Regions from separate parts of the Triticum aestivum genome. Here region 2 is linked to region 1. The links are chromatin contacts, called in public Hi-C maps. All regions are on one chromosome and are shown on one strand. The core of a region is the stretch at or near the end of the contact, and the rest is flanking DNA. Distances in the headings are between cores, read along the strand shown.

Evidence for each region. A called contact is a pair of places that touch in the nucleus more often than the background predicts.
Region 2: a contact with region 1 is called in a Hi-C map of leaf, with 5 times the contacts expected there. The contact joins the promoter of LOC123102331 here to the promoter of LOC123102329 in region 1. A contact is called at or near these places in 2 of 5 Hi-C or Micro-C datasets (both in leaf).

Annotation. Positions count from the first base shown.
Region 1 is chr5A:65,258,705-65,263,426 of IWGSC CS RefSeq v2.1, forward strand. LOC123102329 (TNF receptor-associated factor homolog 1a) reads right to left here and starts at 2,621. Exons shown (of 13, transcript XM_044523636.1): 1 at 2,395-2,621; 2 at 1,333-1,548. The coding sequence starts at 1,513.
Region 2 is chr5A:66,245,309-66,250,030 of IWGSC CS RefSeq v2.1, forward strand. LOC123102331 (calcineurin B-like protein 2) reads right to left here and starts at 2,366. Exons shown (of 9, transcript XM_044523637.1): 1 at 2,068-2,366; 2 at 1,735-1,948; 3 at 1,542-1,624; 4 at 1,317-1,376. The coding sequence starts at 1,855.

The DNA of each region.
Region 1 (4,722 bases), core at 1,371-3,870:
TAAGTATGATAAATAAACCCTTGGATGGCATTTGACACTAAAAAAACACTATGGCATGCGATGGAGCATATTGAAACAAGATAATACATAACCAGGCCTGATTCTGGTTCTCTTTTTTGGTTCAAACAGTTATGAGCGGTCAGGTTTTAGAGGTAATGTAGAACTTAGCAATAGCTACTGGGAAACATGTATTTGATCCCAATTGCATTCACACATGATAGAAACCCTAAGAGATTGTGATATACATCATTAAATAAGTAAATATTCTTGAACATGCCGAAACTATTTTGCTAGTACGACAAACCGTATATATTCAGTATTCCATTATTACTTTTGCCATTTCCAAAAATAAATTGATAAATATGACTTAGTTTCAACCTCAAGGTTCGGTGAAGTACTATTGGGCTTCCTTCCAATAAATAACTCTAGAACCTCAAGAATTTGAAGCTAAGGAATGCTTCAGCTAATGTATCGTGATACACATCTCAACAATCCCACTGTAATTTGAATGAAATTTCAACTGGCATTCTGATGTGAGTGATTTTATGAATGATATTGCATGTCTCATGGGCAAATAATGCATCACTAAAGTCTGTAGATTTCAGTCACCTTATAGCACAAAAACTGACACTATAACTAATATAAGATATCTACAAGCTGATCAGCACTAGAATCATGTAACACTTGGCAAAAACTGTGGACTCCTCAAGCTTGCATGTCATAAACTTGCCATAGCATAATTAGTTAACTACTCCCTCGTTCCCAAATATAAGTCTTTTTAGAGATTTCAATAAGTGACTACATAGGGAACAAAATGAGTGAATCTACACTCTAAATATGTCTACATACATCTGTATGTTGTATTCCAGTTGAAATGTCTAAAAAGACATATATTTAGGAACAGAGGGAGTACATGCAACGACTCATAAGCCTATGTTTTAAAATTAACATGAAACTATTTGTTACTTCTTCAAACTCATGAATCCTGATCCACAGAAGCACAAAACATAACTGGTTCAATCAGAACAGAAGAACGTACATGCCCAAATTTGCACAGGATAGTTGTCCTAAACCTACCAAAGATAAATAAAACTCTATCATCCATTATAGTGCATGGAGCCATGGGCAGTGATTCAGGAGTTCTACATGTATTATGTAGCACCACAACATAATCAAATGTTCTACTTTTATAGAGACAACACTTTCATGAGAACTAAATAGGTCATGGGCAAGATGGTAAAACTGGAAAATGTTATATTAAAATAACTATGTCTGAATGAAGCAGTAACAGGTAATATGAACAAATGCAAGGTAAAGTGAACAACACACCACAATCATCATCTTCAGTGTCCGAGTAAGCTGGTGAAGTGGATGGTGTTCCATTCTCAACTTGCTCGCTTGACCTCCACTCAGCTAAAGATTCCCCAGAATGGCTTTGTTGATCACTTGGCAAGTCCTCGGTTGATGAGGATCTACCATCCCCTGTATAATCTTCGACCAAAGTGCCAGCCATTAACCTATCCAGTACGGGGCTCGCCTTTTTCCTTCCTACAACAATGAATTAAGACCATATAGTCATCAAACCTCAGCATCAATAACAAAAGGAACATAAATAGGACAAAACTAAAACTCTAGCACCCGAAGACACCAAAAGCGGAAACAACTAGGGTTTCACTAGTCCGTAAGCAAAACCTATATCTATCGGCGTCACATCTCATAACAAGCAGTTGCGAATAAGTCATGTATACAAAGCTGGCATTGCACAGGACGAAATGTGATCGGAGACAAGGGTAACGCCGGAGCACAAGCCAATCCAGCAAGAACTAGTTCCTGTCACGAGGCATAAAATACTCAACCCATAGGTTCCAGAGGACACCATGGTCAGTCTACGAACCATCGACTAACTGAATGTTGAGGCCACAGAGACAAACTTAAGCAGCATTAAATCATCTACCCCAGGGCTAATTATATTATCGCTATCACCCTACACGCCTGCCCCTGCAACAAGGAAAATAAAAAGTCACTGCGCACGCCCACGAGGAGCTGACGCACGAGACCATCAGCTAAGCTAAACCCAGGCGCCCGTCGCCGCCCAACCTAACCTAACCTAAGCAATCCAAGGACGCGCCCCCGCGCGGAACCCAACGCAATCTCCCCGGGGCACGAACTGGGAGAGAGACCACGCACGCGCGCACGTAGGCGCGCAGATTAGATCGGGGCCGCGAGCGCGGCAATGCTCGCCTCGCCTAGGAACCTAGAAAACAAAATCTATCTCCTCCGATTTCGACCCTTCCCCCCGCGTAGTCCGGATCTGACCTCACCTCCGCCCCTCGCCTCAGACCGGTGCCGTTCCGCGTGCGTGCGTCGGAGACATGCCCGGGGATCGAGAGTTACCTGCACGTCGCTGTCGTCGACGTCGGCGGCGGCGGCGATGGCAGCTGCTTCGTCGAGGAGGAGATAGGGAGGGGCGGGGTGGGGGGGAGAGACGGAGGGGAAGGGAGCAGCGGGGTGTGCGTGCGCCCTAGTCGAGTCGAGTAACGAAATCGGATCGGGTTTAGCGAGGGAGGGAGGCTGCCTAAGCTAGGCTTAGGCTCAGGCTCCGGCTCAGGATTACCGAAGAAATGATTTGTTGGGTATTTCCGGATGGGGGTGGGTATATATAGCGTGGCCGCGCGTCAACATTAATTTTACTTTTTTATGAGCCAGCCAGTCGTATTTGGAAGCATTATATTGCTTACCGCACAATATTGCGTCTCACTCGGGCGCGTTTCGGTTAGGGCACATACCTCCACGGAATGTCAATGCCGTTTTTCCGATCGATAGTTGGTGCTCGGACGGATCCACCTCATGGTGCTCTATCGTCCGTCCGTCCCGGCCTTGCTCTAACTTCTATCGTCTCCTTTCTCTACCCTACCTATATTGTCTTCTTTCATCGCGGTCGGTGTATTTTGTATCATTTATTATTATTGCCATTATCTTTCCTATAATCTTAAGGATGTGTTTGCTTTGGGAACGAAGGTGGAATGGAATGTCATGATTCCATTCCACGAGAATGGGTCAGTTCTGTCTTTGTGGTTGGTATATGTAATTATGGGGGCATCCATCTTATGGTTCGCTCGTTCATCGATCATCACTCAATTATCTAAGGGTGTCTCTAACGGCGATCTGCAAATTTTCTGCCATATCCATCCACGGACAGGGGTCCAGTTAACGGACAAGGACAGGGGGCATCAATCATAGCCGCATACATTTGGCCTTCATTTTTTTTCAAGTCCGCACGATCAAATAGCCACATGCAAAGGGTACAGACGTTCAAATAACCGCATGCAGCACTAGTTCAAATTTAAAAAAGTTCAAATATTACATCCCAACATTGTTATCCCCTTTCATCGCCCATTGATGCTCAATCAGATCTTCCTTCAGCTTCTCGTGAGTTGGTCGATGTTGAATTTGTTAATGCATTTGAATAAACTTCTCAAATGTGGCCGGATTAGGATCACCCACGTTCTCAAATTTCAGTGTTGCGGCAGCATCGTCATCCTCACCCTCGATGATCATGGTGTACATAATCACACAACATGTTGTCGCCTCCCACAAGGTTTCTGAATCCCATTGTTTAGCAGGTCCACGAACAACTGCAAAACGGGCCTGTAGAACTACAAATGCCCTCTCGACATCCGTTCTAGTCGCTCCTTGTCTTTGGGCAAAGTGAGCCTTTTTCTGACCAACTGGGTTTGAGATGGTGCTGATAAAGGTAGCCCATGGAGGATTGATAGCGTCAACCAGATAGTAGCCCATGGTGTACTCATGTCCATTGACAGTATAGTGACAAGGAGGAGCTTTTCCTTCAGTCAGTCGCGCAAACAACTGCGATCGTTGCAGCACATTGATGTCATTGTGTAACCCGGGCATGCCAAAGAAAGTGTGTCAAATCCAAAGATCATGTGATGCAACTGGTTCGAGAATGGTGGTTGGCTTCTTAACATGACCCTGATATTACCCTTGTAAAGCCTTCGGATAATTCTTCCATTTTCCAATGCATGCAGTCAAGAGATCCAAGCAAACATGTCCACCATCTTGCTTCTAAGATTGTCAGGAGCCTCTCAGTGTCTGCCACAGTTGGTTCTCTCAGGTACTGAGGTCCGAACACCTCGACCACGGTAGTTGCATACCTGACCATGGCATCTCCGCATGTGCTCTCAGAGATCCGTAGGTACTCGTCCCACGAATCTATGCCGTGCCATATGCAAGCATCTGGAGTGCGGCCGTGCACTTCTGGTAACCAGAGAAGCCAATCATTCCGACAACATCCTTCTTTAGGATGAAGTAGTCATCGTAGGACCGGACGCCATGGTACAAACGATCAAAGACAGTCTCGCGCATCCGAAAACGCCGACAAAACTGGTAAGCGAATAGTGCATAGGGGGCAAAGTAGCCGGCCATCAGTGTCAAATGCCCGCGCGCCCTGTTGCGGTTGAGCACTCGATGAACCTTGATCGGGCCCTTGAAATTGAAAACATGCTCTCTGCATGCTCCGCGTCTTCAAGGACCGCCAACATCATCGCCGTCTCATCAGATTACTCCTTGTCCGATGAGTCATCTGACAACTCAACATACTTCTCTTATATGTACTCCAAATTGGAATCCATTCCTAGAAAGAAGAAGGGACAACTGTTTTCAGCTCAGGCGATTCATCGAACAATTGTCGGGCATGGTGAGAAT
Region 2 (4,722 bases), core at 1,116-3,615, 990 kb after region 1:
TAGTAAAAGAAATGATATTCACGCAGCTGTTCCTTTTACATATAATGACATAATATGGTCCTCAACATTTTTGGCTTCCAAGTTCTCAAAAGGAAACTCTCCAGCTAAAATTGATAGATCCATCTTGGTAAGTTGATGACCTTCCATACAGAGGAACACAGCCATGTAATTTGAATAAACTTCAAGTATCAAAAAATAGCTATGGACTATGCATTTAGCACCAGTGTCTAGTAACCATGAAGAACTAGCCAAATGTTGGATAACCACATCACAACTCAAATATAGAAGCACACTGAGTTTTGACAAGAGATACACAAGGCATTCCTGCTGATAATAAAATAAACTACAGGGCAAATCAGTCAAGTGATGCACATATGCAGCTTCCAGTTAGAAATAACACAATACTGCATGAACATGCTGAATCAAGGAAAAAACTAACTCTGGTGCATGCGATGCACGTCACACTTTTAGGAGCTATGATATGTCATCAAACTGGTACATTATGTAAGAAGAGTATCATCTCAAAGTTATTGCTATATTCTTTTATTCAAGAAACTTGACATATAACAGTATTGCTTTAAAGCAAGCATGCATGATAACACATGCTCAGGGTAAAAGAGCGAGAAGCCTACAAATTTCTGAGCTGGGCAAAAAAGGAAGCATGTGGAGTAACAGACAGGACAAAGGGCACCCCATGGGCCACAGAAGGTGAATACTTGAAATATTCACTGTCTGATCAAATTGTCTTGACCACTGGTTGAAGGTAGCTAACAGGTAGACATAGACTGCACATGATTAACCAATGATGGACATTATTTAGAAAATTGTCTAGCGAAAATACAAGAAAGAAAGGGTAGATCCTATTTCAGACTCCTGAAAATCATATAGTAATGCTCGCGAAACCATGCCATGGGCTGAATCGGATACTCCGAATCCATATCGGAATTTGTATGTTATTAGCTCTATCCAAAATCCTGCCAAATCGGAGTCGGACTCCGAGAAACGCATAAATGGCTGAGTAATACTATGATGCATGAATATCTGAAGCGAGGGTCAGCGGAATTCTGCTAACTCATACTATTTCCACAAAATAATTACGAGTCAATTAGTGCATGTGTTGCATCAATAAGTATTGAACAGAGTTCAATTGCCGATACAACATCAACAATCAAGAACCCCTGAATCTCATTGATTTTGACCAGGTCCCTAAAAATAGCAAGTGCATGGCAGTAATACTGATACCAAATATGCAACGACAACATCATGACAAGCAGCAGTACACAGCAATCAACTGCGTTGAACTAAAGCGGACTTACACGATCAGCGAAGAGGCTCTCCTTCTTGCTCGTCTTGAAGAGCGCTAATTGGAACTCCTCCTGCACAGTGCGAATAAATCAGAACGACAGAGCCACAGCACCCGGCGGATGATTCACAATACCTAAATACAATCCTCAGAACATAACCTACAGTGATACGCAATCTACAGTGCTTACATACACAGAATTGAGCTGCGAAACAAGCACTCGTCAGCAACCACCTACCTTGTTAATCAGCCCGTCATCGATCACGGCGCTGCTTATCTTCTTGAAGAGTTCGTACAGCGCCTCGACCTCGCTCACGCTAACTGCGCCACGCACAGAAATCCAACCCAGTTCAGCGCTCAATTCAGTTCAGTTCCCCCGCCACGAAATTGAAGCAGAAAACAACGGCGACCAAAAGCGCAGAGGGACGTACAGACGGTCTCCCGCGCGAGGACCTGGGGGTCCTCGAGCCCCCGCGGCTGCTTGAGCTCGAGGTCGCAGCACTTGAAGAGGACCGCGAGGAGGTGCTTCACGCCGTCGAGACACTGCACCATGGTATGCGCTCCGCTACCTCCGCCAACAACGCCCCCGCGGGACCCCCTCTAGTCATCGCGGCCGCCCATTCCGCGGCCGACCGGTCTTCGATCCTGCGCGGGTCGACCACCACCCAGTCAGTCAGCCGCAGCGCTGAACCCGCGTCGTGAGGCGGAAGATCCGGTCGCCCGGGCTCTGGACTCTATAGCAAAGGGGGAGCGGACGGGCGTACCTGGGGGTCTCCCTCCGGGAGGGGAAGGAGCGGCGCGTGGGGCACGATCCGCCCTCTCGCTCGCCGCCGGTGGTCGTCGCGGGGGGCGGCGGGGTGGCTAGGGCACCGGGGATTCGAGGAGGGGGAGAGGGAGGGGGGAGCTCTGGCGGCAGCGGCAGCGGCAGCGGCAGCAGCGGGCGGAAGGAAGCAATCAATCGAGTAGCGTGCGCGGACGGGACGCGTCTCGTCTCCGCCCCGTCGTTTTGTTTCCCTGGGGTGGGAGTGGGAGGTTCGTTTGGGGTGCGCCGACCCCCCGTCCGGGCCTCGTTGCCATTTCGGGCTCATGATTGGGCTGCGGGTTCGCAGGGGGTGGGGCCCACCGCGGCGAGCCACCGCACGCAGCAGAGGAGCCAAGCCGGAAGGAGGAGGAGGGGGAGAGCGAGCGAGCGAGGGAGGGAGGCCGCCCAACTGTTTAGTTCCCCGGAATACTTTACGCCTGTCTCCGTGCCACTCGCTTTATTTTTTTATTTCGGTCGCCATCTACCGTTTGCTTGTCTGCCTATAAGAGGTGATTTTGTTGATAAGGCAGTGGAAACTTTTGAAAAGAGATTGAGTGAATATATCACTTATTTTACATACTGTCTGGGTTTTTTTTATAGATGATACATAGACCTTTTTTTCTCTCCTTTTTCTTCATGTCCCATGTACTCCATGTTGTACATTATAGGGGTAGGGCTAACTATGAGAGTTAACAAAGTCACATCTAACGTCCACATCATTTGATTTTACCCGGAGATTCGTGGGGATTTTCTTTTCTTCTTTTTCCTGTTTGATTGATCAAATAATGTACAAGTTAGATGTGAATTTGTTAATTATCATCTAGATGAGAATTAGCAAATATGTAGATTATAGCCACGAGCCATAGAGTTTCAATGTATGACTACATGCTAACGTGCGGTTTGCCGTCCCATTCTCCACTCGTGTGATTAAACTTTTTTTTCTCCAGCGGGTTATGCGGCCAACTGTTTTCATTTTGGTTTATCCACATTGGCTTGGTTTTATTTATATTGTGGCAGTGTTTTTCTTTCATTTGTATATCATGTTGAGGCTATTGAGGACAAATATTTGTTATGAGAGGAGAGTGATATTGCTACGTGCGTGGTTATGGAGTCCTTGCACGTTTCGGCCGTAGCGTCTAAAAGTGATGGTTGTGTGAGCCCCTTGGGAAATCTTATTTCATATTGAAACCATTGAATTGCTGCTATCATGCTAACATGGGTCACGCATGAAGCTCTCGCTCGCTCGGCTTGGCTCGCTGCTCCGCTAGCTCGCGTCATTTTGTTTTTCACTCGCTCCATTGCTAGCTCCAAAAAAAAAGGCTATTGTATTATTTATTCGAAGAAGTTCACTATTCAGAAAATCTTTGGTTTTAATATTTTTAACTTTTCAAAAATGATTTAAAAAAAATGTTCATGAGTTTAAAAATATTCATGGATTTAAACAATGTTCTTAAATTTTAAAAAGGTTCTTAAATTAAAAATATCAAATTGTAAAATATTTGTGAACTTTTAAAATAATCATGAATTAATTTTTTTTTATATTTTTATTAATGTTTATGACTTATTAAGTGTAAAATAAAAAAGAGAAGAAAACAAAAAATATAAAGTAGAAACAGAAAAAGAAAAGGCAAGAAATAACCAATAGAAAACCCATTAAATCCGGTGAAAAACATAGAAAATGAAATAAAATGTAAGAATAAAAAGAGAAGATAAAAGAAAAAAACAAACAAGAAAGATAAAGGCAAGAAAACCCAAAAGAAAAACTATTTGAACTGGTGAAAAACACATATAGAAAGAAAACAAAAAATCAAGCAATACCTTCTCATAACCAGGAAAACTAGCTGGCCCAACGGCACACAGAGGGGCTCCTAGCATCTCCCACAACCCTCTATGAGGAGGCTCCAAATCTGGAGTTCCCGCTAACAGAAAATAAAAAGCTTCAAATCTTTTTTTAACTTATCTTGCATGTAATGTCCAATGAATCATTCAAGCATTTCAGTCTGGCATAGCAGACAATACCTGTCGTGTGGTAAAAAGAAACTAGAGCGGTAATCCATTTCTGAGTCCAGGCTCAGCTGCACCCGCCTTTACGAAAAAAATCAAAACAAATACTAGAAAAATTCAAAAATTTACAAATTTTTTTGTGTGGTAGATAATTTGATGCGTGAGGTACGCTTTAGTTTTCAAATCATTTGGACATCTGAGCAGCTCTCGGCAAAAAAAGACAAATTCGGGGTCTGTAAAACATGTTTATTGTTCAAGCACTGTTCTGACCTGATTTATCTTTTTTGCTGCGAGCTTCTCAGAAGTTCAAATGATCCAAAATTTGGAGTGGACCTCACGTGATAAATTGTCTACCATGCAAAAAAATATTGATTTTTTTGTGATTTTTTTTTCGGGTGCAGATGAGTCTGGGCACCGAAACGCTGCACTCAAACTAGAGAGCTTAGTATGTTACTTCCTCTGTAGTAATAATAGATTTAAGGGAGTGTCTAGGGCACATCTAGATGTGCTCTGGTTATTGCACATTTAAGTGAGTGAATCAAGCACAAAGAGAAAAAAAATATCCATACAAATCTCAACGTAAGATCAATGATATAGGACTTAGATGTGCAAT